Regions from separate parts of the Rattus norvegicus genome. Here region 1 is linked to region 2. A link is a contact called in public Hi-C data. All regions are on one chromosome and are shown on one strand. Each heading gives the region's core, a stretch centred on a gene start, on an enhancer-like site or on the middle of the called end of the contact. The rest is flanking DNA. Distances are from core to core; before and after follow the strand shown. Region 1 holds the start of Opcml (opioid binding protein/cell adhesion molecule-like). Region 2 has its middle 60 kb from the start of Opcml.

Region 1 (7,019 bases), core at 3,705-6,204, 59 kb before region 2:
TGTAAGAGTTAGCTTGAGGGACATAGTCCCTGAGCCTGGACTCCTGCTCTTTCTGGGGCAATGGTATAGATACGGGTCACATAGGTGTCATGGGGGGGATATTTCAATGCAAAGAAAGAACCCTGGAAAATAGCCTTGATCAGATATAATAGGGCAGAAAGCCTTATAGTGTAGCGGTTCTCAGTTCTGGCTTACCTGAAAAAAACGCTGGATGAGACTTTTAAATGTCCATATCCATGGCCATCCCCAGAGAGTCCCATTCCCTCAGTCACTGAAATTAACATTTAAATTTTATTTTCCAATTCATCCTGGGAGAAACTCGGGGCCTCCCTTTTGCTTGGCGTGAACTCTACCTACTCTCAGCTCCAAGTGGATATTTTAAATACTGGCTCAGATACCTTCAGAACAAGAAGCCCAGGTCATCACCACCATGAAGAGGATTCCCTTTGGGACTGTACTTGCTCACAGATCTTTTCCTGCCCTCATTTTACCAGCCCCAAAGTACAGCATCACACTGATATAGCCCCTGACTTTGACACCATCGACGTTAACACACACAAGTATGATGCATGCTTTGAAGGACTGCCTTAAATCACATTTGCTAGTTCACATGAAAGGTCAAGCTGTTGTTAGTGGATGAAGAGTACACAAAACAGCAGGTCAAGGCCAGCACATTGTCCTTGGGAGTTACACTGTCCCAGCTGCTTTGGTGAAATCCTATGGCTCGGGTTATTCATGGACAGAAGTTAAACCTCACATACCTTTTCTGAATGGATTACCCCAGACCATCAAATAAAAATACAGGGTAGTTTAGAAAAGAATCATTAAGCATAATCGTAGATCAGCAAGCAAAAATCAGCAACAGATTACTATGAAAAGGCAAGAAAACACATAGTAACAACAAAACAAGCCACCATATTGGATTTACCCACTGCCTGAAAACTACCCCAAGTATAGCCACTCATCTAGGACACCCCTCAAAATATCCATGTGAGTAGGGAAACAAAGCACACAGAGGAGGGAAAATAAGTCGCAAGGTGCCTTTGGTCCAGGAAGAGAGTATGGCTTGTACTTGCAGTTGAAATGGCTTCTCGGATGACAGCTGACCATGCCCAGAGCCTGAGCTCCCATCCGAATATGATCATCGATTCAGACAGAGGACTCCTAGATACTTGTCATATCTAATCTAACAGAAAGGCACAGAACATTTTTAACCCAACAGCTCATAATTGTAATGAAATGATTCCGGCCAAGAGGGCCCATTTGTAATAAATGAATTCAAATCAGATTCATAGAAGGTATAATTCAACTATAAAGAATAGCGCCTTCATTTTCCATATCGTTTCTTTTCCAAAAGGCAAAATAACTCGGCATTAAAATAATTATTTTTACTTTTCAAGCAGCCCTATGAATAGTTACAGGGACAGTAATATGGCCTCGTGTATATAAAATGAGTTTTTATCTATACTGAGAACTTCAGTCTTCTTTAGCCACGTCACTTCCGAAGGTCCCTCAGTAGAACCAAAGGCCTGTGGCAACAAAACTGATCTCCCACAGGAAGCCATTGAACTCTCTGAGCTGGGGAAATTTCACAGGAAAATCTGAGTGTACCCAAGCTTCTAGATTTCTTGGCTTTACCTGCTCTCTCCTCCTTGTCTGACTTTGTTCAAGATTTAGGAACTGAGGGTCGTGTGACCTGGGACCTTCAAGAGTGTTTCCTAATTCTGACAGACATGAGTATCATTTAATTCTTTGATACATTGCGAACACTAACTTCCCAAGAAATAAATCACCAATGAACTCTTTCACGGAGACTTAAAAGTTACTTTACATAGAGCTCTAAGACCATGGAGAATTCAGTAAGGCTATAGCACAATTCTTTCCTAGCATGCACAAGGCCCTGGGTTCGACCCCCAGTATTGCAAAAATTGAAAAGACAAAATGAACTGTAACTTTTAAAAGCAAAAACACTACCAAATAACACATGGTAGATTTCTCTGAGGCCACGTCTGTGGTTTTCCACTTACTGAGAACGTGGCCTCTCGGTGAAACAACTGAGTACCACATTTTACAGATAAAGAAAGGAACATAGCTCATAGAACAGATTAGAAGGCAAGGAAAGAGAAAGGGGTTGAAAGCCAAGCTGCAGAAGTCTGCATGGGGTGCTTATGCTTTTTTAAAGAGAAGTTGAGGTAGTAGCAAACGAATTAAGCTGCTTTAGCATAGAGAATGGTAAGAATCAATGATGGAAGGAAGAAAGGAAAGGGACCATAAGTAACAAGAAAAGATCGTCAGGTGGAGGTGCAGTGGAAGAGAAGATTACATGAGGTAAAAACTGTAGAGGAGTTCTGTAGAGTAAGATGTGGAAGCAGGGATAAGTTTGTCTACAGCAGGGGGAAGGTGCAGAAGAGAGAAGAGAGGCAAAATCAATCGGCTTGTGCTGACTTTTAAAAGTCAGCTACAATAGCAGCCAGGTAAGCAGCAGTAGTCATAGTTGAACACGTACGTTGTTGTTTTCCACAAAGCATGAAAAGCAACTATTCAGCTTTTCCTTTTTATTCCCTTTCCCATTACCAAGCCCAGCTGTTAAACATTAGAATTGAAGATCATGAAAACAGGCCAGCAGCTAATAAAAAAAAAAAAAAATAAAATAAAGACAGAAGCTGGCCCTCTGCTGGTAGAACTGTCTTACTGCACCCCAGAAGGCAAAAGCTCAACTTTCTAAGTTTCCGATTTAATTTTCAGGGGCGGGATCTGTAAATTTATCAGTAATATTCTTCCCCTTGTTTATGAAACAAGTCCTTGCCTCTAACAAAAGATTGGAAGAAAAATACGTATCAGGCAATGTTCAAACTCTCCTGCCACTCCTAATGAGTGCCCATGGTTCCTGGGTTTCACATCGGCTGCAGTGATCTGCTTTTACCTTTGAACCACCAATCCCATGCAAAAGGTGCATTCCCACAAATCAGACCTCAAAGAGCAGATCTGGAACCTTCCTTGAAACAACAAAATAAGGATAACACACTCTCATCTGCTACAAGCTAAGTTTAAAGGGGTGTCCAAAATAGGAGAAGCACTTGTAACTCAGGCTGTCTATAAAAAACATCTCTGTTGTCTTTTCTAGGACCATGTAGGTCCAGAAGACAAGGGTTGGGGCCTTGTGCGAGCTAAAAGGATGATTTACCTATGGACCTCCTAAGGCAGAAGGGATCCAAAATTAACCCTATGGTTCATGTAAGGAACAGTGGTGTTTCAGAAGCTCTGATTTCTTCCTCAGGGAGAGGCTTGTCTGTGTTGGAAGGATTCCACAAGGAAAAGCACAGGGAACAGGAAAAAGGAAACCCCACCCTCAATATCTCCTTGTAGGAGCCAGGCATTCTGGCTGCAGAATCTGGGTCAGAATGCTTTATTTTCACCATAACCATCAAAGTCATAGGCAGGGCAAACGCATTCACCCCGTGTACACTGTGAGACATAGTTAAGCTGGGACGTCCCTGAATCTGTCTCCTAGGACCAGAACTGCCTCATTAAAGGGATAAAAGATGATATCTGCTGAGCTGGTGGAAAGTGGTGGCTGCATTTTTATTAAAGTCTCTGCTGCAGCAGGCCCAGTCCCCAAAGGTGCATATTCCAAGCACCCCCACCCCACCGCCTGGAGCGTGGAAGTGATTCTCTGTAACTCATTAAGCTAAAACAAAAAGCTTCCTATTGTGCTTCTCACACAGGAATGATGTCGGTGCATAAAAGCTACATGCTTCCTCTTCTTGGTCCCATCCCACAAAAATACAAAGGCCTCATAATTTGCATGAGGGCCCAAGTACACAACACAGGTTTAGACTGGGGAGCTGTGTCTCTATCGGACTCGTGAACGGTCGTGCCCTGGCACAGGAAATCTAGATGCTTCCATTGTAAAAGTAGCCCCAACACAAACTTCCATCACAGATGGTTAGCTCAGAGCAATCCTGTGCCATCACATCCTTCTGGACTGGAAGGAAAATCCAAGGGTATTTAGTTTACTACGCAGTGTCTCATCCGGGTGTGAAACTTGCCACCCCATGGCCCCATGCATACATGGAGTCCCAAGTGTAGACTTCAACATTGCCTGTAAGATTGCAGACCAAAAGAAGACCAAATGACAAAGAGGTCCAAGAAAACTGGTTTCGGAAATCACACAAAGTAACTGGCCACTTCTTGGGCCTGCAAAAGGCCCCTTGCATGCTCAAATTTCCCTCTTTCTGGCTTCCTTTTCCTCTCTTCCTTACCCCTTCCCCTTGAAGCCATGTGCAGTGGGTTCTGTCCCCAGATGAAGGAAGGCTCCCTACCTGAGGGTGGCGCTCTCTCCCTGCCGGACCGTCACGTTGTCCATAGCTTTGGGAAAGGTGGCATCTCCGCTGCGCACCGGCACTCCTGTGGGTACAAGGAACAGCAGCCTGAGAGACACGACCACGAGGCACTTCCAGGGCAGGAACAGGTACCCACAGACCCCCATTCTCGACAGCCACAACTTCCTAGAACTCTTGCAGCTGCACGGTCCTTGTCCCCTGCCCTCTCAGAATAGCCGGAAGTGTTGAGGGACGAAAGCACACAGAGAGCAAACCAGGAGCTGGGAGCGGGAGAAGGCAAGGCTGAGTCCAGGCTCTCCGGAGTCTAATAAGTCTTCCTCTGCTCCAGCCTCAGCTTTCCAGCCTGGCAGAACCAGATGCCCCCTCCTGCATCCAAAAAAGAGCTTTCTCAACGCTCCCTGGGGCGGAGGGAGCCCGGGAGGAGGGAGAACACAAAAAAGGAGCAGGGACGAAGGTCACAGATTGTGCGTTCTCTGCCTCTCTCGGTGAAGCTACTTTAAGATTCAGTTGGGCGCATTCTGCAGAGGTCTGGCATCAAAAGTTTATAACCCAAAGAAGGCAAGTGTCTCTGACAGAAAGGAGATGTCGTAAAAAAAATAAAAAATAAAAAATAAAAGCTCCCGATTTCAAGGAGAGGAGAACATGTTTTATTAGATCACACACATGTTTGGATGGAGTTAGAAAACAGCCCCGAGTCTCGGATCTGGACCCCAAGGCGATAAAAAGTTCCACACGGTGACCCGCAGCAGGTGTAGCCCAGTTCCTCCGCTCCGAGGCTGTCCTCCCGGTAGCCCAGTGGGCGAGTCCTGCCAGCCCGGCCCTCGCCAGCCCGCGGAGCACCGTGGCGCAGGCTCTAGCGCGGGGAGCTGAGCGAGCGGACTGCGGCCCCCGCCTCCTCCAGGGACGCTGCACGGGATGCGGGGACGCGCGGACGCCACGCTCAGCGGCCGCCCCCAGCTTCCGCGCCGCCTTCCTCCGGGGAGCAGCCCCGACGCGCGCGGGCCCGGACCTCCGGGGTTGTCATGGCAGCAGCAGCATCCCTGACCACCACTTTCTCCCGGTGTCGACTCAGAGCAAGCCGGCTGGCGGGTGGCGCGGACTGCTGCACGCTCATCCTGGCGGGTGCGGGGCGCGGGCGCCCACCTTAACCCCCACAGCACCGGGACAGAAGCATCCACCGAGGCCCGGATCCCAGAGGGAAGGTGCCTAGTGACTCAAAAAGCTCTGCTCTCCCTTTGTACCCCAGCGAGATGAGGAGGTGCTGAGTCCCTCTCACTGCTTCCCCTGATATGGGTGGGGAGATAGAGGGGAGGGCTGGAGAAGGAGTTCTGGGGAAAGCAGCAAATTGAAAACTGACACTGGCACCTTCCCTCTGCAATGCCATACAAAAGTTGTCAGACCCCACCCCGGAGAACTGAAGTGCCTTTGCCACTCCAGATAACTAAGCCAGGGTGGATGCCCGCTCCTCTGCCTCTGTCCATTCAGACTTTAATCCTAAGTGTTTCCTGGGCCTATGCAAAAAGCTGCTATAAGCTTCCTGCTCTGATGGCCTACCTAGAGACACATAATGCCCCTTCACTCCATTTCTGTGTTTCTAGCTGGCAAGTGAATTTCTTCTTACAAGGCAACATGCAAAATAATCCCCACTATCTGTGGATCTCTTTGTGGTGAAAAGGAAGAGCTGGGAAAATCACGTGGAGATCCGAAAGAGTAGTAGAACTGGACTTCATAAAATCCATCTATGGCTTTCTGATCACAGGAGAAAGCATCATAATAGTGAGTGCCAAGAGGGAACTCCGGGATACAGTGTTCCTAGAGGCCAATCCCTAGGTTGCTTTGGGCTGAGATCCATCTCCTTCAGTTTAAACCCAAGAGCGCCAGCTTTCCTTGGGCCTGCCATTATTCTTGCTCCTGTTCTGCCTGGCAGAAGCCTCCCTTCTCTGCGTGGCACTCATGCCTGTACCCTAATTTAATGGTTGCTATGTGCGTCTGCTCTACTGTACTTTTTTTTTCTCGGAGCCTTTTGTTAAATTAGGCAGGGCTCCGCACAATTGCCAAAATGAAATGTAATTCAAAAATAAGCATTAAGCTCTTCGTGTTTATTACTTTAGTTGCCGAAGGATACAAAGGCATTCTACCTGCTCTCATTTCCAAGGGGCTGAGAAAAGGAAAAAAATAAAAAATAAAAATAGTGTCCCAGTCCCACTTGTAAAAATGCTTAGCTCATGTACACGTTTTAGGCTTAAATTTTTTAATTAGAACGTCTTACCTTGGAAGGATAGAGTACTTATCACTAGTCATATCAGCTAGAGTGAAAATTATATTGGCAGAACAGGTATGGGAGACAAGACTTCATGAGGTCTTGGGCTGCAGGGTTGGGAGAAGAAATGGTGCACACAGGGATTGGGTGATGCTGGGATCACGACCAGCATTTGGGGATCACGACCAGCATTTGGGGAGCACGACCAGCATTTGGGGAGCACGACCAGCATTTGGGGAGCACGACCAGCATTTGGGGAGCACGACCAGCATTTGGGGAGCACGACAAACATTTGGGGAGCACGACCAGCATTTGGGAGCACGACCAGCATTTGGGGAGCACGACCAGCATTTGGGGAGCACGACCAGCATTTGGGGAGCACGACAAACATTTGGGGAGCACGACCAGCATTTAGG
Region 2 (6,531 bases), core at 811-3,310:
GTGTGTCGTTCCTTGTGCTGGTAGCATACTTGAGACTTGAGAAGGACCTGGCTTCTCCTGCCCAAGCAGAGTACATTGTATGACAATGTACCTGTGAGGTGATCTCCAGAAGCCTCCTCCAGAGGTGTGGTAGGTTACAATTATTCTGTTGTACTGACAAGGGAGCTATGGTCACAGTAGCAGCACGTCTTTGACACCCCCAGGCTTTCCGACATGACATTTCCAAGCTTAAGCGTCCTCATCTGCCCTTTCTTCTCCAGCCACACTGTTAGACATTTCAGAGAAAGCAGAACTCCCATCACTATTGGAATAAGCCCCCTGTTTCTATCTTCATTGACTAACTAAACAGTATCAGTTCTTCTAGTGACCATTTATCTATTCTGATCAAATACTTAGCAAACATGTGTTCTGTGTCAGGCTGAGTTATAGACAGATACATAGGCAGAAATGAGAATTCTACCCTCCTGTCATTCAGATTTCGGCACGTGCATGTGGGTGGTAGGTGCTAGACAATAAGAAACATGAATGGCAGTATTCTGTAGTATGCCTGGGTGTGTTAGCTGAAGAGCCGGATGATAGAGAGAGAGCAACTAGAAGATTATGAGGTGGGTAGCTGTGACTGAAGGAAGGAAAGTCAAAACTGGTTCCATGCTTTTGCTTTGTGGACTCCTTCAGAAGGTTGATGTTTTCACCTTCCCCTCCCCCGCACATTTACTCCATAAATTGATCCTTGCCTAAACCCACCCCCAACATGCGAGAGAATGGGATTTCTGCAGGTTTTCTAATTAGCTAGAGCAACGTTGACATCCAGTGGTGAATTTGATTCATCACAGGTGCCCACACTTCCTCCTTTATCTCTGACTATCGGGGTCTATGGAGTGACTGTTGGCCTGCTGTTTCCATGCAGCTTGGCCTGGGCTACCTCTGCACGTGAATCCTCTCCCTCCATCCTTTAAGCCGGTCTTCAAGAGCGTGCAGGTTACCATAGCAATATGTCCTAGCTAGTCCGTATCCAAGGCATGTGTGTATGTGCTCATGCTTGCTCATGTACTCACAAACATGCACATGCACGTGCGTGCTCGCTCACACACACACACACACACACACACCTATTATCTGTAATTGCATGTCCTTACCATGTACATATATGCAGATGTTTACATATATGGTTCCTACATTACTTACAAACATTAACCGGATGACACAGTATTCTTTCTCACATGGTCCCCTCTTTATCCTCAGGACTGTTAGCATCCTGTATCCTACAGACTTTTCCCTCAGGATGATACATAGTGTTGTCTCCACTGAAGCAGAATCAAGCATGGCTGCCCTGGCCGTTCCTGCTGATCTGCTCCTAGTAGCTCAGACATCAGCAGAAGCATGCTGTCTCTGCCCTGATGACAGTGTGGTTCCTTCATCCCAGGGGAACAGTCTTATCTTCCCAATGCTTGACTTGGAAAGGTCAAAGGACACAGGACACTGCCCAAGTCCTCAAAGGGCCTAGAGTCTGGTGTTATCGTGGCCAGAGGCAGAATAAAACTTCAATTAGACCTTACACTTCTGTTTCTTTCAATGCAGCACCCATCAGAATTTACAGACCACTTACTAATTAATAATTTTTGTGTATCCTAGTAATTGCCATGCATTGAAAACTTGGAGACAATTGTCCCACTGGAATCTGAGACTTGAGCCACTCTAAAAAGCTACATTTTCAAATCCTTTTTACCTCTTAGTATGAGGAACAAGAAGGAGAAAGAGGGCCTTAAATGAGTTTAACACAATGCACAATTAAATATTGATTGGAAATTCTTCCTACGAATTTCCCCTCTACCTCCCTACCTCCACAGGGAGGTGTCTGGATGTGATTCCTAAGCTGTCCCCATACAGTGATTACGTTCATTAGGACACCAGCCTTGTGGTTAAAGCACTTTCCTTACTGCTGCACGTTTAATTAGACAACTCTTCCCCAGAAATTATTTATAGCCAAGCAGCAGAGCTATTGTTAGTCCCAATGTAAATAAGATTCAGGGCGGGAGTCCCAGCGCGCTGCAGTGGCTGGCACCGAAGCCATCAGCCCACTCCTGGTGCACACCCAGGGACTACTTCCAAGCCTTTACAGCTAGAACGCTGCTGTTTAAAAACCCTGGCGTGATTCTCTAATGAAACTTTTAATACAAGCCCTTCCCAAAGACTGGGAATCTACCAGGTCAGCGTGAGTGCACAGAGGAGGAGTTAAGAGGAGGGGAGGAGCTGGGAGAGATAGAAGCCGCCTCCAAGGCAGCTTCCCTAGTTCAGCTCGGGAAGTCTGCACATGACCTGTTTTAACACAGCCATCCCACATGCAAGCAACTGCTTTGGGCACAGATGGTTAAAGACCTAGATAGGGACTTTCAAGTGTAAAGCTCTGTTTGCAGTTTGCGCTAGTTCAAATGAATGTCTCGGGACCTGGGGGTAACTTGTGAGCCCGATGCCCTTTCAATACAGTGTACATTAAAAGTGTTGAAGCTGCTTCCAAAGCCAGGGCTTGGACTTGATCCTGGCATGATGTGTGCAGCATCGTCCCTGTCTGCAAGATGTTCATAATCAGGTGAACACCATTAGTGTGTAATCGAAGTAGCAAGAATGTTATTTGAAGGAATTTTCATATCGGCAACGATGGATTGTTCAGTGCCCTCTGGATACTGCCACTTTGTGTCATTTCATGAACTGCCTTAGGAGTAGAATGCTATTATTGCAATGGCTGGTGCTAGACTTTTCGTTGCCGTGACAAAATACCCGATGGAGCACCTTACCACTCTTGTCTTGTCTCTTCAGAGGTTTCAGTCCGTGGTCAGTCTACATTGCTGCTTCTGGACCTTGATGAGGCTAAGCACCATGAAAGGGTGGGCAGGGAGGTGCAAACTCAGCCAATACCCTAGGGCTGCCATCAGACAGAGTAGTAAAATTTGAATATGAAACATCCCCTATGAGCTTTTGAATTGAAGTTGGTCCCCAGCCATGTGCTCTGTTTGGAAGAGGATGGTGGAACTTTGGGCAGTGGGCAAAGCCAGAGATAATAGGTATCTGGAGATGTCTTTGATGGGCATATTTGGTTCTCTCTCTTTCTTTCTGCTACTGATCTGTCAAGAGTGCACGCACATCCATCACTTGATCATATTGCCATGATGTTCTGCCCAAACCCATGTGGCTGAGCACCCAAGGACCAAACCTCCTCAAATTCTTCACCCAAACAAAGAAATCTCTTCAGGTTGTTTTCCCTGGGTGTTTGTCATGGTGATGCAAACTCTGTCTACCGAGAGTAGTCCTTCGCCATGTAATCCCATCCCATCCTTTGCTGCAATCACATTTAAAGTGGCCTTCTCTCTTAGTTAGGAAACTCTGATGGCACCCTCACAGGTATAGCCAAAGGCATGCTTAGCATCTCTTACTGGGCAGTTCTCACAAGCAAGCTCGCCATCAAATGAACCATAGCAACTCTCACTTGTCAGCGACTACACCTAAAGCTTTAAAAGTTCCGATGACTCTTGATGTGAAACAATAAATTGCTAGCAAGGTTTGGTCTCTGTTGCTGTGACAAACAACATGACCAAAAGCAACTTGGGAAGGAAGGGGTTTATTTGTCTGATAGAGTCCCATAAGAGTCCATCCTTGAGGGAAAGGCAGGACAGAAACTCAAGCAGGAACCTAGAAGCAGAACCATAGAGGAATGCTGCTTATTGACTTGTTCCCTTTGGCTTGCTCAGCCTGCTTTCTTAGACAACTCAATGCTCCGCACACAGGGCACATGCCACCCACAGCCTTGACTATAGGCCAGTCTGATGGAGGCAATTTCTCAGTCAAGGTTTCCCTTTCTCAGGTACCTCTAGTTTATATGCAGTTAACAAGAAAAGGAAAGCACACAATACATAAAACCCCAAATGTTTCCTAACTCCCACTTTCTGTCTCGTGGAGACGTACAGTAAACAAAATATACTCAAATGTGTAAATTTCAACCTTGTTGTGAAAAAAGGAGAGAGCATTTCCTACCAAGGAGAAAACAGTGGTCTCACAGAACTCTGCCAAGGAAATTAAGATATGGTCATTTAAAGACTAAGTAGAAACTTGTAGGCAGACAGGAGAAAGAGGGAGACTGGTAGAGTTGGGTTCTATGACAGTCTTGGTGGACTACTGTGCTCAGTATAGAGAGAGAAGCTGGATCTAGGATGTAAGCTTATACTTGTAATATCCTCACCTACCACAGTGATATGAGTATGTTACTACAAAAGAACAGAGCAAATTGGAATCCTAAGTGCTGAAGAACCTAAAACTTTCTCAGTCCCATCCTCTCTCCATTCTGCCCCCTCCTTCCCTCCTGCGTTTACAGCATTCACATCATTAGGCAAGAAAGTAGAGAAACAAAAGGGAGATGCAGTGGGGCACAAAACTAGATTCCTTCAGCAAATACCCCAAATCTACTTGTAGTACTGTATGTTCTACTTCAGAATTGCTCATAGAAATTAGCATATTTTCACAGATGTTCATCTTCATTACAGACTGGGTTATAACACATGTTGTACAGGAAGAAGAGCAAAGGCTCAGAGTATATTCCTTGCCTGAGAGGCCCTGCCTTCTAGAACTCATTCAGTGGTTCCATGGGGGTTCCATGAAGGCACGGTTAGCAGTGAGGAGAGGGGTAAACTGAGGAACTCAGCTCATGGGTCCCTGTGTTTTCATTTCCTGAAACAAAGAAGCAGACAAACTGGTGAAGTCTGTCTGGGGGATAATTTCAGTCTGGCTGGTAAAGACAACATCACAGAGCACCACTCTTGTGTTAGGACCTGTGAGGCCCGTCCAAGCCATCCTGTTTCCAGTAGGGAAGAAGTGAACATCTATTATTTTAAACATATAATTGATTTTAATTCATCAGTTATCTCTCGGTGACAGATTTTTATATCGTTTATTATCTCCATCACAGCACAAGGCCCCACGGGCCATCTCCTATTGTCCCACATTTCCTGGTGTGACCTCCGCTGCTGCTGCATGCATTATCTGTCTGATTAAGTTAGGGAGCCTGGTATCTCGGGGTCCCTGGGTAACTGTCAGCACTGCACACCTTCACATGTAGAATTAAAGGAAGCTTTCACCCTTCTCTTCCTCGATCTGTCTGTCACGGCTACTTTTCCTATTTACTGATGACTCCTGGGTCCCCGGGACCTGGGATGCAGCTGCCACTCACATCCTGTCACCTTCATCACACCAGCACACTGGTGCTCCCTCTCTGAGAGGGGAACAGAGTCCCAAGGTTAGAGAACACAATCTTCTAATACCACTGTTGTTTGGCTATTTACAGCTATGCTCTCAGGGCAAGCCACCACGACTCCCAAGTGTCCTCCCTTGCGTGTAGTCCTGTTTCATTCTGTGCCAAAGCACGTTCATTTTACTGCTAGTGTCCTGTCAAGTGTGCCTTTTTCCCACCACCTGTTTGCTATGTGTACAGCCCAGATGTAACAGGGGGGTAGGGGCGGGGAAGACCAGTTAAGGCAGTGCTAACTTTTGAGCATTAAAGCCACATGGTATCTACATGAATATGTTAAAGATCCATGGTACCTGTAGACAACAGGAAAGAAGCCTGATACTGAGGGCAGACAGTGGAGGTCTTGGAGGGGGACTTATCACATTGTTCTCTCTGTAGAAGGCAGCTAGATGAGACTGGCTCTCAGAAGCCAACTTAAGCCTATCTGACATTCCTTCTTTGTAAACCCTGTATAGTTCCCACAAATATTAATTCTTCTACAAAATTAACTTTCTCTCACACTTGAAGACATGGCCTACACAAGTCATATCTTATATCTGGTGCTTCCCCCCCCCCCCAGATGATATTGGACTAAATTTTATATCCTTGGATTTTCTTAAAAATCGGCTTTTCTCCACATAACCCTTCTCAAAGCCATGAGTATTCAGTCCACACTGAAGATTCACATCATTCACTTTAGAGTTGAGACATTCTGGTCCTAAAACAGCTAACCTTTGGTTTATTTACTAGATAGCACATGGAGGTGGTGCATCCAGATACTTCTATTATCTGACCTACATATCCTATGGCCAGTGAAGATGTTTAGGGCCCTTGAGATGCAGTGAATCCCACAAGAAACAGCCAAACCTTCTTCTCCTTCACATTTATATTCATTAAAGAACTCAGGGCAGTATCCCATAATAATGTATGCCTCTGCCCTTAAAATGGGTGTTTGACAATGTTGGAGGAATTTCACTTCATGAACTGAGCCCAATTCACCACAACTGCCCCCACCCAAGCTTTGTTGGACATATGTCAGTTCACAAGAGAATGTGTCATTTTCTTCTTGGACAGAGCCTTTGTGTGTTATGTTTAGTCCTTATCGTGGCTCCTGGGCCCTATTCTTTCTTTAAACCCCTCCCTAGTGCAAAGCATTTCTATCTTCTCCAAAGCCTTTTATTCTTTATTGCTTCTTCAGGATCTGCCAGTACTTGTCAGTTTCCATAGGCATGAATTAGTAAGAGTGAGAAACAACAGTC

Evidence for each region. A called contact is a pair of places that touch in the nucleus more often than the background predicts.
Region 1: a contact with region 2 is called in a Hi-C map of Schwann cells, with 6 times the contacts expected there. The contact joins the promoter of Opcml here to the enhancer-like site in region 2. A contact is called at or near these places in 3 of 12 Hi-C or Micro-C datasets (Schwann cells, frontal cortex and prefrontal cortex) and 1 of 1 datasets of contacts at active chromatin or transcription factors (oligodendrocytes).

Annotation. Positions count from the first base shown.
Region 1 is chr8:35,045,975-35,052,993 of GRCr8, reverse strand. It overlaps Opcml (opioid binding protein/cell adhesion molecule-like), which reads right to left and starts at 4,954. Exons shown (of 7, transcript NM_053848.2): 1 at 4,323-4,954. The coding sequence starts at 4,489.
Region 2 is chr8:34,985,025-34,991,555 of GRCr8, reverse strand. It overlaps a transcript of Opcml not described here. Among named protein-coding and RNA genes, the nearest start is that of Opcml, 60 kb to the left of the region's middle. Within about 2 kb of position 2,060, at least 17 of the 93 cell types and tissues checked have an H3K27ac peak or open chromatin away from gene starts, as enhancers often do.